Regions from separate parts of the Rattus norvegicus genome. Here region 1 is linked to region 2. A link is a contact called in public Hi-C data. All regions are on one chromosome and are shown on one strand. The core of a region is the stretch at or near the end of the contact, and the rest is flanking DNA. Distances in the headings are between cores, read along the strand shown.

The links. Hi-C and Micro-C count contacts between places; a contact is called where the count stands out from the background.
Region 1: a Hi-C map of liver shows a contact between it and region 2, with 2.7 times the contacts expected there. The contact joins two enhancer-like sites. A contact is called at or near these places in 3 of 12 Hi-C or Micro-C datasets (the A7r5 cell line and liver).

The regions. Positions count from the first base shown.
Region 1 is chr14:43,630,671-43,635,576 of GRCr8, reverse strand. It overlaps Fam114a1 (family with sequence similarity 114, member A1), which reads left to right. Exons shown (of 14, transcript NM_001399036.1): 13 at 2,707-2,760; 14 at 4,624-4,906. The coding sequence ends at 4,740. Among named protein-coding and RNA genes, the nearest start is that of Tmem156, 56 kb to the right of the region's middle. Within about 2 kb of position 1,911, at least 36 of the 93 cell types and tissues checked have an H3K27ac peak or open chromatin away from gene starts, as enhancers often do. A contact at or near this core is called in liver, where this site is marked.
Region 2 is chr14:43,504,617-43,509,157 of GRCr8, reverse strand. It overlaps Klhl5 (kelch-like family member 5), which reads left to right. Exons shown (of 11, transcript NM_001047093.1): 7 at 1,926-2,150; 8 at 4,211-4,373. Among named protein-coding and RNA genes, the nearest start is that of Slc25a51l1, 9.9 kb to the right of the region's middle. Within about 2 kb of position 1,982, at least 9 of the 93 cell types and tissues checked have an H3K27ac peak or open chromatin away from gene starts, as enhancers often do. A contact at or near this core is called in liver, where this site is marked.

The sequences.
Region 1 (4,906 bases), core at 662-3,161, 130 kb before region 2:
TACAATCTGTCTCGTCTTTCACATTCCTTTTTCTGAGTCAGAAGCTTCAGAAAACCACCAACATGGGTCAGAGGGTCAGATGGCCATGTTGGTGTCACTCAGCTGAGGTTGGGGGCAAGATCACCATGTAGATCTGCGTAGCTGCTGGGTTGTAACTGCACTCTAGGCAAAGAGCAGTTCTTAAAAGAAATGGGATCTCTGTCCCCCGTATTTTCACTTAGGACTCTTTGGATAAAGGGTGAGTTAATACAGGCCACCAAACCATTCTGCTGTCAAGAAGTCTGGCTTGCTCATTCTGTCTTGGGCTTAACCTGATTTAGGTTTTCAGCAATGCTGTGTCGTCATCTGTAAGCAGAGTGATGGGGAGATAGAAGCCATTGATAGAGTCATTGGGATGTCGATACGGAAGCACAGCCCTCTACTCCAAGTTACCTGATGACAGGCTATGGTGGGAATGGTGGGTTCCCAAAACAATGTGAGGGCTTTCCTCATCAATTCAGCTTCCAAATTCTTCTGCTGCGTCTCCCCACTTTCTGCAGTTCACTAGCTGAGGACCCCAAGTTCCAAAGAGAGGAGCTGATACACCCAGGCCTCTCCATTGACCTAGCTCCCCACCTGTCAGGTGTTAGACAGATAATCAACTGTTTAGTGTCCCCGCATTGTCTGTGGGGTTTCATATGAATTGTGTGGGGTGGGTTTTTCTCCCGGAGTCAGTGGTATAAGGGACACTGTTTTCTCCTCCTTACACTACATCAGACTCTAGCATAGTGCTTCCCAAAGCATGCCTGGCAACCACCTGAGACCTTGTTAAAATGCAGATTCTTATTCAGCCTGTCTGTGTGAGCTGAGGACAGGGATTTTGCATTGTTAATTAGCCCTAGGGTGGCCAAGCCAAGATCTTTCCTGAGCCAAGGTCTACATTGGCCGGGCCAAGTTTCTGGCAGGTGGGTATGTGCTTGGACTTACAATTGTATGCGTGCCCAAACACAAGCACGGACATTTTCAAGTGCAAACATCAGCAAATGCATGTTGTCCATTTGGAGACGGTGAAAGCTACATCTAAAATGGAGCTCACCACATGCCACAAAGTCCCACTCTGCAGCTCTGAAGAGTCATTTACATCCATCATTGTTTCTGCTCTCCAAAGCAGCCATTATTCATAACTCGAAGCCAACGAGCATGCATTGCTCTCCAGGCTCCGTTTAAATGGCTCACATATCTCATCGATTCTGAAAACCGATGTCATCTTGCTGCCCTTGTTTTGATTGTATCTTAGAGGTTTATTGATAATCACATAAACATGAGAGCAAATTCTATCATGGTTTCTCTGGTTACTTACTAAGGTGGACTTGAGTGTTTGAAGAGGTTCTTCCCCACCCCCTGCCAGACTCCACTGTGCTTTCCTCAAAAGGGCATCAGTCTCTGAAGAGTAATGTCAGTGAAGGAAGTCTTCTCTGGAAAGATATACTTAATTCAGATGCTTTTGTTTGCTTGCCTTCCAGGTACAGGAAGGGAACCCAGACGACTAAGATTGCCCCATTAATGATTCATTCCTGTAGGAGTCAGTTGAGCATTTTAGATAGGGAAGCCTGCTGATTGACAACCGAGTAATAAAAATAAGAATACGATTATCTCTCCCTTCTGGAGCCCTAAAACGGGGCTTCATTCTCCACGCCATACACACACTCGTGGTTTTCAGACCTATTTGAAAGTTCTATTTAAGCATGCTCTCACCGTATTGCTCTTCTGGCAGATAACCTACAGTAACTGTGTTCACAGGCGAGGTGGAGGGACAGGGGGAGAGAGAGATCCAAGAAAACAAGGAACAGACAGACTAGACTACCAGGATGGATAGTTAAGTGAAGGACTGGAAATTCTGAGTCGTCTCAGGGGCTGGAGAGATGACTCAGTAGTTACAAGCGCGTACTACTTCCAAAGGGCCCAAGTTCAGTTCCCAACACCCACATGTTACATATTGAAGATCATGACTGTCTATAATTCCAGGTTCAGAGACTCCAGTGCCCTCTTCTGGCCCCTGAGGGCACCTGGACTCCCAAGCACATACCCCACACCGACATTGTATACAACTAATTTAAAATAAATAGAATAAAGTTCTTAAGAATAAGAATTTCAGTAAGCTATACAGATATCTTATTTGAAATGTGCAGTGAGGTGTGGCACATGTCTGTAATCTCAGCCCCTGGAGGCAGGAGGCAGGAGGATCATGGGTTTGTGCTAGTCTGGACTACACAAAGACCAAAAAGATTATTTTTTAAAAGCACAGTAATAAGATCATGACAAATTCACTATTAACCCTATTCACTATTGTAACCCCAGCTGATCTGGGTGTAGGATGGTGTCAGGCAAATTGGGCAAGTAGGAGACAGAATCCAATTAGCTACCAACTTCCTGCCGTTAAAAAGAGTTTACATTCCTAGCAGTGTGAACTCACGTGAATTGCTCAACCTCCCCGATCACTATTTCCTCATCTGGCCAGTGCGAGGTTCATTGCAGCACCAAACCCCTCCTAGGATTGCTGGTAGAATTAGAGACAGCATCAGGAAGGCACAAAGGCAAAGCCTGCTGGACAGTGAGTGCACTTCCTTCTCTAAGACATTCCTCTACAAAGCGGTATCTTGAGTTTGACGTGCTAAGCCTTACAGTACGAGGCCCTAATCCGCCAATTTCATACGTTCAATTTCACAGAGCAACAAGAAGGCTGAAGTCCTTAACCCCATGATCGATAGCGTGCTTTTAGAGGTAAGTAGCCCTGAGAGAGAAAGTACTCCGAATCAAAGTGAATGTTACAGTTCTTTTTTTCTCATGTCTTCCTCCCAGTCAGGAAGTGTTATTGGAATTCTAAATCCTATCATTCACAGTCTAACAGTCTGTGTGTGTGTGTGTGTGTGTGTGTGTGTGTGTGTGTACATGCACATTTCTGTAACTCAGCCAGCTGTAAAGCGTCTGATAGAGCAGCGATGCCTAATTTTCGAGAATTCCTGATTATAAAAGGAAATGCTAAGCTTGCATGTTATTTCCTGCCACCATTTTCCCCCAGCAGACACAGATTTTCGCTGCCAAGTTTGACACTGTGATTATTGGCTGCAGTGGAGGATTATTACCCACTGGTGATTTTCATAAAAACAGGCGTTTCCCTCCGTTCCTGATAACTTTTAGCTGAGGCTGTTTCAGGTTAACAAAAATGATGTAGAACGTCTGCTCATTCAGCGACAAGCGTAGAGTCCCCTATGAGGGAGGGCTCACTGCCTGACCTGCCTACTCACCAGGACTCTGTAGCAGCAGCTGCACAGATGGGAGGCTCCCTAAGCACTGCTGTGGCTCTATAAAAAAACAAAACAAACAAAAAAAACCAGGGATGTAAGAGAGAAGCAGTCCCAGATGCCTTCCTAGTTTTAGAGCATGGACATTGTATTCTGCACGTGGGCAGAGTTAGGGAGGATCTTCCACTAGACACTAGGCTGTCATATTCTTGCACATGGGGTAGCCACAGGGCCTCCCAAGCAGCCGTGGAACATGGGCAATGTGCAGTGCCATCATCTTCACAGAGAGGCCAGAGCAAACTCTGGAGAGTGCGTAGCGTCAGGAATGCTGCCCGAGAACCAATGGCAATGCTGCTGGGCACTGTGTCTTGCTATTAAGCAGAACTGTCAGTGGACAAAAATTAACCAAGTGTTGGCAGCCAGTGTCATTGCTTAGGACACAGTCATGCAATGGGGTCAACCAGAAGGGGCAGGAACTGTGGGGACAAGTCCAGTGGACAGACACATCTAATAGAAACCCTGGATGGCAGAATATAGTATAAGAATATAGTATAAGAAAATCTATCTTCTGGAAAGCCAGGCATGGTGCCATATACCAGCAGTCCCAGTACTCAGAGGTCTGAGGCAGGAGGATGGTGAATTCAAAGCCAACACAAGCGATATAGTGAGACTCAGCCTCAATACTCGGTCTCCCACCCCAGATCTCTGTCTTGGCTGCCAGTTTAAACACGTGCATTAGCATATCAATTTACTATATTTGTGCACCACAAATATGGTACCCAATAATTACCCTCTGGCCAAGGAGAGAAACTTACATGTTCTAGATACCCTTCCTAAACTTCATCTGTTGGTCATTTTTTAAAATTATCTCTCCAGGGTCCTCTGTGTGGAGCGTTCTATAAACCGGTTGTGGTTTAGACCCTAGCCGCCTCTGCCCTGTGATTTCAGGACCATGGGGCTGACCTGAGAAAGGGGTGGGTAATACCGGCTATGTATACATACTCACATCCCTTAAAAGCCCGTGGAAATGATTTGACTCATTTTGAATGAGGTCCTTTTGTGAATTTACATAGTTAAGACCTGGGCATACTCCATCCATAAACATGTGTTTGCATTTGCTGCAAGAGGCAGACATTCTGAGAATTTCAAGATATATTTCAGGATGTTGTTGGAACTCAGCACTGGCTGCTCTTCCAGAGGACCTGAGTTCAATTCCCAGCAAACAGTTAGTGACTCACGGCCATCTGAATGGGATCTGATTCCCTCTACTTAGGTTGTTACAAGGTGACAACCATTGAAACTAAACTATGAAAATCCCCTCAGCTGTTTTTCCTTCTTGCAGGGCTGCAATAGCACCACATATGTCCAGGACGCCCTCCAGCTGCTGCTCCCGGTACTGCAGGTCTCCCACATCCACACCAGCTGTTCAAAAGCTACAGCCCAGCCAGATTCCAGCTAGTTCCGTGGCAGGCTACATCTCTTCACTACATACCATTTAAAGGCAACGGACTTCTATGTCACTGGCCAGACCGCCCATCTGAGGATACTACAAGCAACTTTTGCACAGTTTTGAAAATACAGAGAGTTAGCATTTCTCTTAACATATACTGTTTTATCAATAATTG
Region 2 (4,541 bases), core at 733-3,232:
GAAAGACGATTTTTATTTTATTTAAATTTATTTGATAGAAGATTTTAAGGTGATGGTTGGAGTGAAGAATCAAATGCATACAATCTTGATAATTTACACATGAATATAATCTAAGTATATGAATAAAATATTATTGCCAAATATTATAAAGAAAGATTATGCAAAGTAAACACTACTTTTAACCAACTGATATTTAGAAGGGATTTTGTTTAGCGCTGTGAGAATACGAAGGTGGAATGAGACTTGGTGTCAGTCTCAAAAACCTTAGAGTGTGTAGGGCCGGTCAGTAAGTATGAGGACACAGCATCCATGTGTGGGGCCGGTCAGTAAGTATGAGGACACAGCATCCATGTGTGGGGCCGGTCAGTAAGTATGAGGACACAGCATCCATGTGTAGGGCCGGTCAGTAAGTATGAGGACACAGCATCCATGTGTGGGGCCAGTCAGTAAGTATGAGGACACAGCATCCATGTGTAGGGCCGGTCAGTAAGTATGAGGACACAGCATCCATGTGGGGCCGGTCAGTAAGTATGAGGACACAGCATCCATGTGTAGGGCCAGTCAGTAAGTATGAGGACACAGCATCCATGTGTAGGGCCGGTCAGTAAGTATGAGGACACAGCATCCGTGTGGGGCCAGTCAGGAAGTATGAGGACACAGCATCCGTGTGGGGCCGGTCAGTAAGTATGAGGACACAGCATCCATGTGGGGCCAGACGCTCCAGTGTTCATCAGCAGAGGAGCTCTGAAGGTCTGCTGTTTCAAGCCTGAGGAGTAAGTGTTCGCTGTCACTGGAGTCCTTTATAAAGCTAGAACAGGCTGGTAAATTATCAGCTTAGAGAGGAAAAAGACTCAAGCTCGGCATAATTGGGAGTTAGATTTTTTTTTTTTTTTAGAATGATGCTTTCTTTTACCTTTTCCTAAATCTCCACTGTCCCACGTCTTAGAGAGCAAGAGTTCTGGAATTTTCCATGGTAAACCCCTTGAGTAGTAACTCCCTTCACTTCCCACAGCATGGTTGCCGGGTGACCTTTGTCCTTCCTCCTTGCCATGGCTGGTGCCTCCTCCCCTGTGTGGAGTCAGCCCCACCCCACCCTATTGTTACCGTTCTTTCCTCCAGAACCCACAAAATAATTGTCTCCTTTATCTCCTGGGTCACCGGTTTCCTTCCCCTGGACCCTTCCATTGACTTCTATAAACAACCCAACAATCCAGATCTGAAAAGGGAGACGGCCTCGCTCGGCCTGTCCCAGAACCCTGTCTACACTGGCCGGACTCCTCAGAATAATCCCTGCTGCCCCCTCCCTGCACTTCTTCCTCACCACATCTCAGCCACTCAGATAAGGCGTCCTCCCAAAAGCCCTCCACGGAGCCAGTTCTGTGCTTTCTACTTCCTGTGCAGTTGATACTGTTATCAGACTGATGCTGTAAACCTTTGTACCTCTGACTTCCATGATACTCCGCTGCCCTGCACTTCCTCCCACTGCTGAGTGTCTTCCTGGCCTCTTTGAACAAAGAACATTTCCTGCTGGATGGTTTAATGCTGAGGCCTGGAGAATGATGGGAGAAGAGGTCACCGGGTACAAAGGCCACACTGCAGGTGCTTCATAAGATGCAATAACAGTGTTGCTATCGATTCAGATCCCCAGAAACCATACAGAGCTGGCACACTCGTGCAATCCCATTGTTGTGGAGGCAGACAGGTGGGTTGCTGGAGCCCCCTCTCCAGCCACCCTAACCAAAACAGTGAGTTCCGGGTTCAGAGAGACCCCTCTGAAAAACCAAGTGGAGAGCGACAAAGAAAAACACCACACACACACACACACACCACACACCACACACACCACAAGATAAACCCTACTTCTGTGTCTGTAACATGGCTGTGGTGGAGTTTGTAGTCTCATAACTCTCTTTGTCCCTGTTAAGGAGCAACAAGCATTGAGAAATATGACCTCCGTACCAATATGTGGACTCCTGTGGCAAACATGAACGGGAGGCGGCTACAGTTCGGTGTCGCAGTATTAGATGACAAGCTGTACGTGGTCGGAGGGCGAGATGGGCTGAAGACTTTGAACACCGTAGAGTGCTACAACCCCAAAACAAAAACCTGGAGTGTGATGCCGCCTATGTCCACACACAGGCACGGGCTGGGTAAGTGTATCTGCACACCTACTTAGAAGCCATGCGTCAGGCTGCCACTGCGTCGTTCCCATCTGCACCAGGCAGGAGACCTGTGAGGGGTTCAGTCAGCATCACTTGCCAGGCATCCCTCATACCTGAGAGGCAGAAAGCAGAGCAGGAGCAGGTGCGTAAATGGAACTCCATAAAGGGAAATCATCGGATCCACGGGAATCAGGGAAGCACGCCGGTCTGACAAGCCATGTTCTTGCCGTTACGCTTTGTGTTAGCAATTGACATAGGTAGCCCAGTTAAATGCTCACTAAAACCATCATTTTATATTATATGAAAAGCAATAGTGATAAAGTGTGTGTGTGTGTGTGTGTGTGTGTGTCTATTATGGTTTTTAAGCAGAAATGACTGAATTCACACACATCCCCAAACCAAACATGCAGGCATTTCTTTTCATTCTATTTTTTTACATATATGGGTGTTTACCTGAATGCATATACGGACACCATTTGTATGCAATGCAGGGTGGTGGGAACCCAGTAGCTAGAGTAACAAATGCTTGTTGGCTGCCATCTGCTTTTAATAGGTAAATTGTATACATCTGATCTTACAAGATGAAGTTAATTAGGAAGTTTTTAAATTTCTTCATGCGAGGGAATTACATGAAGATTTCATTTAGGAAGGACTTTCCCTGCTAAACTGTATTTTCAGATCCACCATTCAAGAAGTTGGACTAAGTGAGCCCTTCTTTTAGGCCTTTGATGAATGATAGTTTGTATATGTGAAATTGGATATATTTTGTAAAATTGGTAATATATGCAAATTTAAATATGTGTAAGTATATTTTGCGTGTGTTTGTGTGTATGAGTCTTCAATAGCCAGTACTATTGGTGCACGCGCACACACACACATATAAAACAAGTGAAATAATATGCTAGTTTGGGTCACATGTGAGTGGTGGCTCTTTTGTCCAACTTGGCCAAGATCCCTAGGTTTGAATTACAGAGGTGTTTTTGGCCACAATCATGTCATACCTCTTCTTAAGATCTTCTACTTGGGTACTGGAGAGATGGCTCAGTGGTTAAGAGCACTGATTGCTCTTCTAGAGGTCCTGAGTTCAATTCCTAGTGACCACACAGTGGCTCACAGTGGGATCTGATGCCCTCTTCTGGTGTATCTGAAAACAGCTACAGTGTACTCACATAAATAAAACAAATAAATACATCTTTTTAAAAATTGCTCTACTTAAGCAGATGTGGTGGTTCACACCTGTAATTCCAGCCCTTGGGAAGCACAGGAGGGAAGATCATGAGTTTGAGGAAAGACAAGAAATCCTTGGCTGACTCCATCCCGTTCAGAATGAAATCTGAAGGAAGCCCTTCTGAGGGATAAAGTCAGAGAATGTTATTCCTGACTCCTTCGTCTCCCGTCCTCTCCCCTCCAATTACCTGCTCAGTCGAACGCAGTTGCTGTGCCGTCTCCTGCTCTGTGCATGGTCTCTAATGGCGCCCGTGCTTCTCCTATTGACATGTCACACATGTGTCCTGGCTCCCTCTGCCCTCCCTTACATTGTTCCGTGGTTTAAGTTGGCACACACCTGATGTCTTTCACATCTGTGTCCTGTAAGACAGTACTGACCCACAAGGGCGTGTTGTATGGAGGGCCTCCTGAGTAGAAACAGTATAAACTTAAGAGACCTTTTCTGGCTCTGTTCCTTGATGATGATACCAATAAACACAAGGCCGTGGTCTCAGACTCAGCTACAGTAAATCCCAGGATTCCAAAGTCCTGGAGGGAAAAGAAAAGATTGGAAACCTGAGGACTGAAGGTTTTGGAAATGGCAGTACGTGCATAATAACTTTCCCCTGTTGAACCTCAGAATACTGTCTCTAATTTTCAGGAAGAGAATCACAGTGCTGGTTCAGCCCCATCTACCTCAGAAAAGCCCTGAGGGAGACAAGAGTCCTCGCCTATTTGTGACTGGTCACGATTGCATGTTTCAGACTTATTGCACTTACATTTTGATTAAATCCGAGCTTTGAGCAGATTTAAGTCCTTCTCTCTTCCTGGTCCACTGGTAGGTGTGGCGGTACTGGAAGGCCCCATGTACGCAGTCGGAGGGCACGACGGCTGGAGCTATCTGAATACTGTGGAGCGATGGGACCCTCAGGCCCGCCAGTGGAATTTTGTTGCCACTATGTCCACTCCCAGGAGCACAGTAGGTGTGGCAGTACTGAGTGGAAAGTAAGAAGATATTTGAAGTTCTATTTCGGTCCCAATAAACCAGATTTATTTATTATCGCTAGAGTTCTTTGCATGAATTAATGAAGCCTTTCCTCTAACCCCTGTCCGTAACACCCCTCACTGCACGTAGCTAAGGGACTGCACAATGCTGCTTTGGAGTGGATACGT